2 separate regions of the Ovis aries genome follow, and region 2 is linked to region 1. The links are chromatin contacts, called in public Hi-C maps. All regions are on one chromosome and are shown on one strand. Each heading gives the region's core, a stretch centred on a gene start, on an enhancer-like site or on the middle of the called end of the contact. The rest is flanking DNA. Distances are from core to core; before and after follow the strand shown. Region 1 overlaps EBF1 (EBF transcription factor 1). Region 2 holds the start of EBF1 (EBF transcription factor 1).

The links. Hi-C and Micro-C count contacts between places; a contact is called where the count stands out from the background.
Region 2: a contact with region 1 is called in a Hi-C map of hypothalamus, with 3 times the contacts expected there. The contact joins the promoter of EBF1 here to the enhancer-like site in region 1. A contact is called at or near these places in 2 of 16 Hi-C or Micro-C datasets (hypothalamus and tail adipose tissue).

The regions. Positions count from the first base shown.
Region 1 is chr5:68,059,924-68,064,687 of ARS-UI_Ramb_v3.0, reverse strand. All of the region lies in intron 6 of EBF1 (EBF transcription factor 1), which reads left to right. Among named protein-coding and RNA genes, the nearest start is that of EBF1, 210 kb to the left of the region's middle. Within about 2 kb of position 2,932, at least 9 of the 54 cell types and tissues checked have an H3K27ac peak or open chromatin away from gene starts, as enhancers often do. A contact at or near this core is called in hypothalamus, where this site is marked.
Region 2 is chr5:68,273,156-68,277,919 of ARS-UI_Ramb_v3.0, reverse strand. It overlaps EBF1 (EBF transcription factor 1), which reads left to right and starts at 2,398. Exons shown (of 16, transcript XM_012178874.5): 1 at 2,398-3,413. The coding sequence starts at 3,280. It overlaps LOC121819668 (a long non-coding RNA gene), which reads right to left and starts at 2,224. Exons shown (of 3, transcript XR_009600725.1): 1 at 1,904-2,224.

The sequences.
Region 1 (4,764 bases), core at 1,683-4,182:
CCTTGATAATTCACTGTGTATGGCTTTTCTGCTGGACTGTGGGCTCCTCCAGGATAGGGCCCATATCTTTATTGCAGTGTCCTCTCTGGTTCCTTAATCAGCGCCACACGGGTGACCGGGTTTGAGGTAGGCAGAGCTCAGCCTCTGCAAGTTATCGGCTGTGTTACTTGAGCAAACATTACCCGTCCAAGCCTTATCATCTTCATTTGTAAAATGGGGCTAATTACTCTTGTGGGATTGTTATGAGGACGAATGCAATAATTTTGTAAAATACTGGACACAGTTCCTAGTACTGATTCAAGGCTACATAGAGAGTACAGAGTACATATCCCTTAGCCAAATGCAGAATCTTTTCTATAGGAGGAGCTCAGTAGGGCTTGCTGAAAATTTTTTAACTATCCACATAGCTTGGGCATGTTTCTCTACACTGATGTGTGTGTGTGTTATAAAAGTGAAGGGAGGATATTGTTGTTGTTGTTTAGTCATTAAGTCATTTCCAGCTCTTTATGACCCCATGCATAACAACACATCAGGCTCCCCTATCCATCGCTACTCCCAGAGTCTGCTCAGATTCATGTCCATTCCGTTGGTGATGCTGATAACCATCTTATCCGCTGCTGCCTCTTCTCCTTATGCCTTCAATCTTTCCCAACACTAGGGTCTTTTCCAACGAGTCGGCTCTTTGCATCAGGAGGCCTAAAAAAATGGACCTTCAGCGTCAGTCTTTCCAATGAACATTCAGGGTTGATTTGTGTGTGTATATGTGAAGGGAGGATATATACATGTATGTACATATTTACACATAAATACATACATACATATGTACCTACCATAAATGACCATCCCTCTATTTTGTTATGGCATCCCTTTACTCTTTCCAATATTACATTTTTTGAAGAAAAATAGATTGATAGGATCAATGTTAGTGGTTGCAGGCATTTTTTATGAGCTTGTCGATTGTCTTCTCCTCCATAAAGAGATAATAAAACAAAAAGAATGAAGGAGAAAACAGAAGAGATTGAAGAATGGAAAGAGAGTCACTTTGCCCACTCCTTTTTTTTTCAAGGCCTGTGTCTTTACCCAGAGAGAAGTACATTTCTAACACCATCATACAGATTCACACATGGATGGCAAGGCTATGTGATATCTTGTGGTATATATGTAGCCCTGAGTACTCCATGATGTGTGACATGACCGTGTGTGTTGCTCCATGAATATCTCTGTGTTACTGAAACCTCCTATTGGAGGAGGTATGTCAGAAGACCACTATCTTTGTAGTCCAAAATCAATTTCATCTCTGCGAATTATTGACTTGCTTGCTATCACTTTTTTGTCTTTTTTTTATTATAAAAGTTCACTGTGATAAGGTTGGATAAATTTTTTTGTTGAAGAAACTTGCTTTATTTTTGTTTTGTATATTGTCACAAAATCTAAAATTAGGGGTGTCCACCTTTCTCCACATCTCTCTTTCCAGCTTGAGCATTTAAATGTTCCAATACTTGGATTTAGCTCTTTACTGGTTGAGCACCAAGTTTCTAGTACCTGGCAGCCCAGAAGATGTGGCAGGCTCTGGGGACTCCAACTCATTTTAAGGAGAAAACACTCATTTTTCCTGTGACAATGAGGATGACATTCTCATGCTTGCGTTCAGTACCATCTTGCAGCTTTTATACCAAACGGAGAGACGTTACTAAATGAACATTTCTTGCTCTTGTGTAAATAGATAGATTAATGGTGTTAAGTGAAAGCCAAGGCTGCCTGAAATGTTAACTTCCTTATGGGGTTTTGAGTTTCTCTTATTTTTGATAAATGGACCAATCTGGCAATAAAATCCTTGCACAGTAGGTTAATAATGTCATAGCTGAACTGTGAAATAGTAATGTGTGTACCATCGCTCAGCAAACAATAATCCTTGAAGCCTGATAAATCTATTTCCAGCCCAATTGCTGTTCATTGTTACCCACGAGTCCTTCTTTGCAAATACAAAACAGTTTTGTCATATGCATTTTTAAGCAGAGACAACTGGGAAGGCAGAGGCACATAGGCCTATGCAGGCAGTGGGGACCGATTCCTTATCAGCTTTCCTGGGTCCCTGCTGCCCTCAGTGTCTAGAGACCTTCCTCAGGCTTCCCACGTTGCTGGTACAGGGGTCCTGGAACCTTCCAATCCTTCCTGTGCCCAGAGCCCTGCCGTGCCACTGGAGGCAGAGGATTGGGATCTCCTTTAGGGAGCAAAAAACCCCCAGGCCCTTCAGTTTTCATTGATCAGTTAGTAGCAGGCAAGGTTTGGTGCTATTTACCCCAAATCCATGATGACAAGGAAGGCAATGGAGAGACTTCTCTGCACTGACTTCCTGTAGAGCTGGGAATACGCAATCTGGCAAATGTCTGCAGGCTTCAGACAGCCCGCAGCACACGCAGACTGTGTGCGGAACGCTCCAGCGCCGCAGATTCTAAACAAAAGGCAGCCAAATGCTCTCTTAGTCCTCAAAGGAGGGGGACCTGTGCCCCCCTCCCCAATCTTTGGCCAGTGCGGGGCAACTCCAAGGTAAGATTTATACTGTGCTGATTAAAAAAAAACTGTATCCAAAATTGTGGCCGATTTTGAGGGAATTATTTAAGCATCAGAATCTAAGTAGCTTGGGGCAGTGCACATAAACTTGACAAACAGGCTACTTTAGTCCTGTCTGACTGTATCAGCATAATAGTGCCATGAAGCTTTTATTCATTCAAAGAAAGCTTGAGTTTGATTGGCAGGGCAGGCTGCCTGCACGCAAGTGGCTCTTTTCCCCAACACTTCACTGCTATCAATTACCGTTTTGAATACGAAGTGTTTCTAATGTAAAATAATGCCAACCTCTGCCTCTGTCCTCAGGCCAGAAAGCTTCTTTGTGTTATTTATTCCCCAGTCTGTGACTGCTCCCTTCCTCTCTCTGCTGTTTCCCGCCCCCCTTCTTTCCTTTCAGTATCTAAGCGATACAGCATTGCCAGCAGAAGTGAGGTTCATGCAGAAAACATTCCTGTTCTTTATTTTAATCAATAACCTCCTGGGTGAATGACATGTCCACCTTTAGTGATTTAAAATGAGAAGACCTGGGGATGTCCGTGCTTGTGAATCACCCCAGGTTCCAGGAACAAAGGAGGCATTTTTGATTTTTGTAATTTCCCCTTCGTACTACAAACAACTGCACTCTGAAGTTGATTTCATTTAGCAGTCAACTTCTGTCTAGAAAAATGTGCGCAACTGAACCGAATGCCGTTCTTATTTAAATCGGCAGTGATTTGCTTTAGCTGCCATCTGTTGGCCAGTTAGCTATTTTAATTTGATGCTGGGGACATTACCTGACTTTGTATATTGCATTTTGATCTGTATCATGTTTGAGAAATGTCTGAAAATGACTCTAAGGGAGAGTACTTTGAAGGATTCTGTTGAACAAATATGTACATATGTTAATACAGTGCTGGGCATACAAGTGTGGCAATATACAAGTGTGTATATATGCATACAGTGCATCTTTCATCTTGCCTGATCATCTTTATGGTCAGATTGATAATAAATCCTTCAAGCTTTTCTTTCCTCTGCATTTCCATCTAGCTCTCCTCATTTAAAAATCATTAACTTTGAGCTTTCACTGTATCCTTACCCATTTTTCCAAAGCTGCTGTTTCACTTGTGTGAAACTCTTTTGAGCTAGGTTTGGATGGCGGGGGACAGCATGATGTAGCATGTCAGTAGCCCCAAGGTACATCAGACCCTCCCTCCTTTCCTTGCTCAGATCCCCCAGAGCTTGGCAGTGTTTATCAAGAGCCCCCTAAAAGAGGCAGCTGGGCAGTTAGAAAAATGTTCAGGGTAAGGAGTCAATAGGCATGGATTCTTGCTGGTGAATGAGCTTCCTGCCACTAGTGGGTTGTGTGATTTGGGCTGGTCATTGAACCTGTCCGCACCCCCATATCTTCGTGTGTGTGTGTGTGTGTGTGTGTGTTAAATGAGGTGATCAGACGGTGGAATCTCTGAGAGAGAGAGAGAGAGAGAAGGCGTGTGGCCCTGTCTTTGCCCTAAGTGTTTCACAATCTTATTGGGACTTTAGGAATTACTCACATTCACAGCTCATTGTAGAAACACTGGGGCTGGTCAGGTGCTAGATTATCTGCCTCTCTGTATTTTTTTTCTCTCTTTATTAATAAAGTCAAACTTCCTGTGACTTTTGAACGTGATTTTATTTTTCTCAGCCTTGCCTTTCATGTAATGTGCTTTTCTACGTAAGTTTCTTCCCATTGAGTCTCTGTCATATTTGCTCTGTGACTTTCTTTTCTCCCATTCATTAATACTCAGGTAGAGGTACCAAAGGGTGTTTCCACTTGAACTTGCCTCTCTCGGGGACAGCTTCTTTCCCAAACTCAACCTGATGCATGCCACTCTCCCTTGGGTGTGTGCGCTTACAAATGCTATGGAAGACAACATTGAAGACTCATGGGGTGCCTCCAGTTTATATGTTCACCATTACGACCATTGATGTTGTTTAAGTGCCAGGTTTCATAACTGGACAGATCAACCATCCTAGTCAGACATTTACACATAAAACATTCTGGCAATAGAAGGGACATAGCTGATCATAATGAAGCAAAATGGATGGTAGGAATCCGAACAGAGTGAATCATGGACTATAGTCAGGACAGAAAACAATGCGGATTTTAGTTTCAGATTTGGAATAATGGTTATCTATGTTTTTCATCCATTTATTGAATTTTTCAAGTATAGGAAGGAA
Region 2 (4,764 bases), core at 1,149-3,648, 210 kb before region 1:
TGGAGATTCTTGGCTCTCAGGCAGGAACTGGGCTGCCTGAATTTCTCTGGGCCAGTTTCTCTTTTGGATGAGGCAGCTTCAGGCCCCTTCACAAACACATCATTTGCAGAGTGTGTCTAGATTTGCTTGACCCCCCCCCCCCCCCCCCCCCCCCCCCCCCCCCCGCCACCCCAGCTCTAGAAATCCATCTGTTGAGTTACTTCCACTGATCCTGGTCCTCAGGGTGGTGGCTGTGTCTCTCCTTTCTCTGTCACCTTTGGCAGTGATCTGATCCCTCATTGTGTGTTCCTCATTACTGGGGTTTGTACCTCACCAGACTCCACTTGGAGTCCTGAACACCGTTTACTGGAGCATAAAATAGAGATTCAGGAAGTTAAAGAGAGGGATATCTCTGTCTTTTGCCAGTGCTATCTGGGACTCTTGGATGGGAGGGTGGCCTCTGCATCCTGGTCCCCCTTCTTTGAAGGATCCCTTTAGAGAAGGCAGGGCAGGAAAGAAGGCAGAGTGGGCAGAGAGGTCCAGGAAGGGGAAGGGGTTGGCTCTAGATACCCTTTGGGCCTAAACTTGGAGTTTTGAGACGTTTTCAGCAGTCCAGGTTTCAATTATACAGTTAAATACTGTAGAGATGGATGTCCAGCCTTCCATTTTGCCTCTTCACAGATCTATAATCCTTCCAGTGTTTCCACCAACATATCCCTCAGGAACATCTACTTAATGCCTGGTAGAAGGTGTGGGGATCCTGCTGGGTCAAATGGATCTCTTCAAGAGCATCTTGGAGGAAGTGGCATTAGTTATGGTACCAGGGAAAAAGCTCAGCACATTAAGTGGTCCAAGTTAAGTGGTATGAGAGTGGGCAGGCTTTGTGCACAAGAGATAAAGCAGTGTTGAAGACAGTGGCCATGTATCCTCAGGCCTGAAATAGTCTTTCAACTAGTCTGGAAGTGGCTCTCACTTTCCTGCACTGTGAAGAGCACAAACCATAACTTCTGCCTGTCTCCATTCCATTCAACATGGGCATATGTACTTTTCTATCAATGACCCCATGAGCTTCCTAAATCAAAGGGCCAAGAAAGGCAGGCAGAAAGGGGACCTGGATTTCTGGCAGAGAATTTCCCCGAAGGAGCCTTTAGCAGATTTGGCTGCAGTCAGGGAGTTCCTTTGAGAGCAATGAAACAGAAGTTCACCATGTGCTTATTAGAGGTTACAACCTGCTAAAAAATGATGGGGTGCATTACCCAGAAACATCTAGCTATTTCCTTTGCCAGCCACAACCATATATGTTGAAAGATCTGAGGTAGGGGACCATTTCTTCTTCCCTTCCTTCTTCCCTCTTTCCCTCCCTTCATTCCCTCCTTCTCCAGATCTTTCTTTCTGGACAGGTCGCAGAGGCAGAAGTTGGGGGAGGGTTTGTTCAAGCTCCAATTTTAACAGAAAGAACAAGGAAGAGAGAAACCCTACACCAAGTAACTCATCAGAGACGTTGTTTTTGCTTTGGTAGTTACACTAAGGGAAGAATCTATTTGGGGGGCGGAGATGAGAGGGTGGGGATTGAACGCCAGCAAAATTTTAAAACGCAGCCTGGCACATCTACAGTGAGAGCATTCGTTCCACCGTTTACCTATCCATCCCGCAGAATGCGCCAAAGAAGTGAGCACGTGAGGCCAGTGCCTAACGCCGGCTGTCTCCAGGCAAGCGGCCCAGCGAGAAGTGTTTCAGAGACTTGACTAGAGGCAAAGCCCGGTCCACCTCTCTCTGGGGATCCACAGCGCTTCCCTTGCCCCGGCCCAGGGTCCACCCCTCTCTCCCAACGTGGAGGCAGTGCCCTCCGCGAGCTCCCAGCGCCGACCTCGCGCACCCATTTTTCCAACCCACCACCCCCTCCTCAAAGCGAAGAGGTGGGCACCTGGGATGCGCGTCCTGCTTTCTCTGCCCGAGCTCTCCCGTCTCCTCCACTTTTGCCCCCGACGTCCCAGAACAGCGGAGCAGGACACGACCCTGGGAGGGCGAAGCCTGTGCGCCTCGAGCGCGCTCAGAGCGCGGCGAGGATGCTAAGCGGACTGCAATGGCCAGGATGCAGACCCCAGCTCAAATCCCTGAGAAGAATATCCTCCTCCCCTTCCTTCTGTCTCCCTTCTGCCCGGCACTTCCCAGCTCAGCCCCGCTCCTCTGCAGCTCGGACGCGGGTACTCAACGATCCTTCGCTCGCCACTTTGCAAATAACTTTGGCCGGCTCCCCTGCGCCACCCGGTGAGGGATGTTAATGAGGGAGCGTGGCCCTGCGCTGAGAGCCCGGAGGCTCCGGGGCCGCGATTGGCTACGGCGAGGCGGAAGGATGACGTTATGCAAATGAAGGGGCGGGCCCTTGTGGCGCGGGCCCCGCCTCCTCCCTTTGGGGTTAGTGTGCTTGTGTTTAGCTCTGGGGAGAGTCAAACTGGATTCCATAGGGAAAGCCTGCAAATCACTTCTATTTTAGCAAGGAGAAAACAGAATCTCTATCTAGCAGGGTCCACCTCTCTCTCTCTCTCCCTCTCCTCTCCTCTCCTTTCCTCTTTCTGTCTTTCCCTACCCCCTCCCCCTTCCCCCCACCCTACTCTCCCTCTCTGGTGTATCTGTCTACGGCAACCAGCGTCCTCCTCATCTATACACGCTGAAAGGAAAGAAACATCTTTGGTTGGGAGAGAAGGAGGAAAAAAAAAGAGAGAGAGAGAGAGGAAAAACTTGCCTGGTTGTGGAAAATGACACTTGAAGTAGCAAAGCCGGCAGCGCGAGTTGAGTCTATTGTTTCTTAAATTGCCATCAGGGTTTTTTTTTTTTTTTTTTTTTTCTTCCTGCTTCTTCAAGTGAACGGTACCTCTACAAAAGGAAACTCCAGCCCCTCCTGTCCTTCACCGGCCTGTGATCATTACAAAAAAAAAAAAAAAAAAAAGCAAAAAAAAAAAAAAAGCAAAAAAAAGCACCCAAACCAAAAATTAACCAACCAAACAACCCCCAACAGCCAAGCACACATCTCTATTTTTTTTATTTTGGTCTTTTTGTTGGATTTTCCCTTCCTTTTCTCTCTCTCTCTCTCTCTCTCTCTTTTTGGGGGTTATCGCTCAATTTTGAGAGAAGGTTTACATTTTTTTAAAAATTTGCTTTCCAGCCCGCCTTGATCTAGCGCGAGTTCATCGACTCAAAAAAAAAAAAAAAAAATCTCTGGCTGGCGTTTTCTTTGCCTTTTTTTTTTTTTTTTCAAATTTTCAAGGGGGAGGAGATTTTCCACAAGAAAAGGTTGTTTTCATGTTTGGGATTCAGGAAAGCATCCAACGGAGTGGAAGCAGCATGAAGGAAGAGCCGCTGGGCAGCGGCATGAACGCGGTGCGGACGTGGATGCAGGGCGCCGGGGTGCTGGACGCCAACACGGCGGCGCAGAGGTGGGTACCGCTGGGGGACCGCGGCCGGGGAGGCAAGCCGCGAGCAGCAAAGCCGGGCGGCGGTAGCGGCAGTGGCCGCCGCGGGGTCGAGCCGCGCTCTAGCGTCTACGGCTGGGCTCTGCTAGCCTCCGGGGCTCCGCGCTCCCCGGCCGCCAGGTCTTGGTTGCCTGCGGCCGAAGAGCCAGGAGCTGCCTGCGAGGAGCCCACGATTTACCGGCACTTTACCCTGCCTGGTCTGTGACTGTTTTCATTTTGTTTTAAGCCAGAAGAGGCTCTCACCAGCGTGATGTTGGATATCTGTGTTTTTCTGTGATTGCTATTTCTTTTCTGGCCGGCTGTCTTTTCTTTCTTTCCTTTCATTTTTTTCCGCTTTTCTGTCATTTATTTGCCTTTTTTCATTTCTTTGCTTCTTCTTTGCTTTCTCTTCCTCTTTCTTCCTTTCCTTCCTCCTCTTTTTCTTTCTTTTTACCCTTTTCTCTCACTTGAAAACTTTCTTTCCTTCTCCTTCCTTTCCTGCTCCCTCTCTTCCTCCCTTTCTTTTCTTTCTTCCTCCTTTCCTTTCTTCACTTCCTTTCTTTCCCCCTTTCTTCTCCTTCCTTCTTTTCCTTCTTTCCTGCCTCTTCTTTCTTCACTTTCTCCCTCTTTCCTCTTTTCCCCTTCTCTTAACTCCTTTTCTCTTTACATTTCCCCCTAGAATCATCTTATTTCTCCTCTGATGCTCCTTTCCTCTTTGTAGTTTTCAGTTTTTCTTGGTCCACCCGGAGAAGAGCAACTCCTAACTTTAATTCTGACATCTTCTGAAAGTCTTCCCGACAGTCTGTAACTATGGCCCCTTCTAAGCCCCTCTGCCACTCTCAGCTCCTGGGATGCTCGGTTGTATGGCCTGGAGGCACTGCTCCAGGAGACTGACCTGGGGGAACTTTCCCCGGGCACCCTCTGTGCCCTTTCTGGGGACTCCTGGTCCCAACTGAGAAATGGTCCCCCCTTTTTTCAGGCCACCATTTGGGCTTGGGAGAGTGGGAGATATGGTGGCCCAAGACTCTATCCCGCCCAGAAAGAGCGGAAGGGGAAGAAGGAAGATGACTAATTACATCATCCTCATCTTCTCCGGGCTGGGGACAAGTGTCCACAACACTGTTCCCGTCCCCAGTGATAATAAGGATGGGGGTGGTTGGTAGTGAGAGTGAGTTGGGTAACCGGGCTAGAAGCGAAAGTGTGTGTGTTTGTTGTGTGTGGCGCGTGCGTGTGTGCGCGAGCCCTTGTGTCCGGGCAGGTCGAGCTGTCAGTGGCCTCACTGAGCCCCTGGCGCCCCAGGCGCCCCAGGCTCCAACCCCCGGGAGGGCGCGCTCAG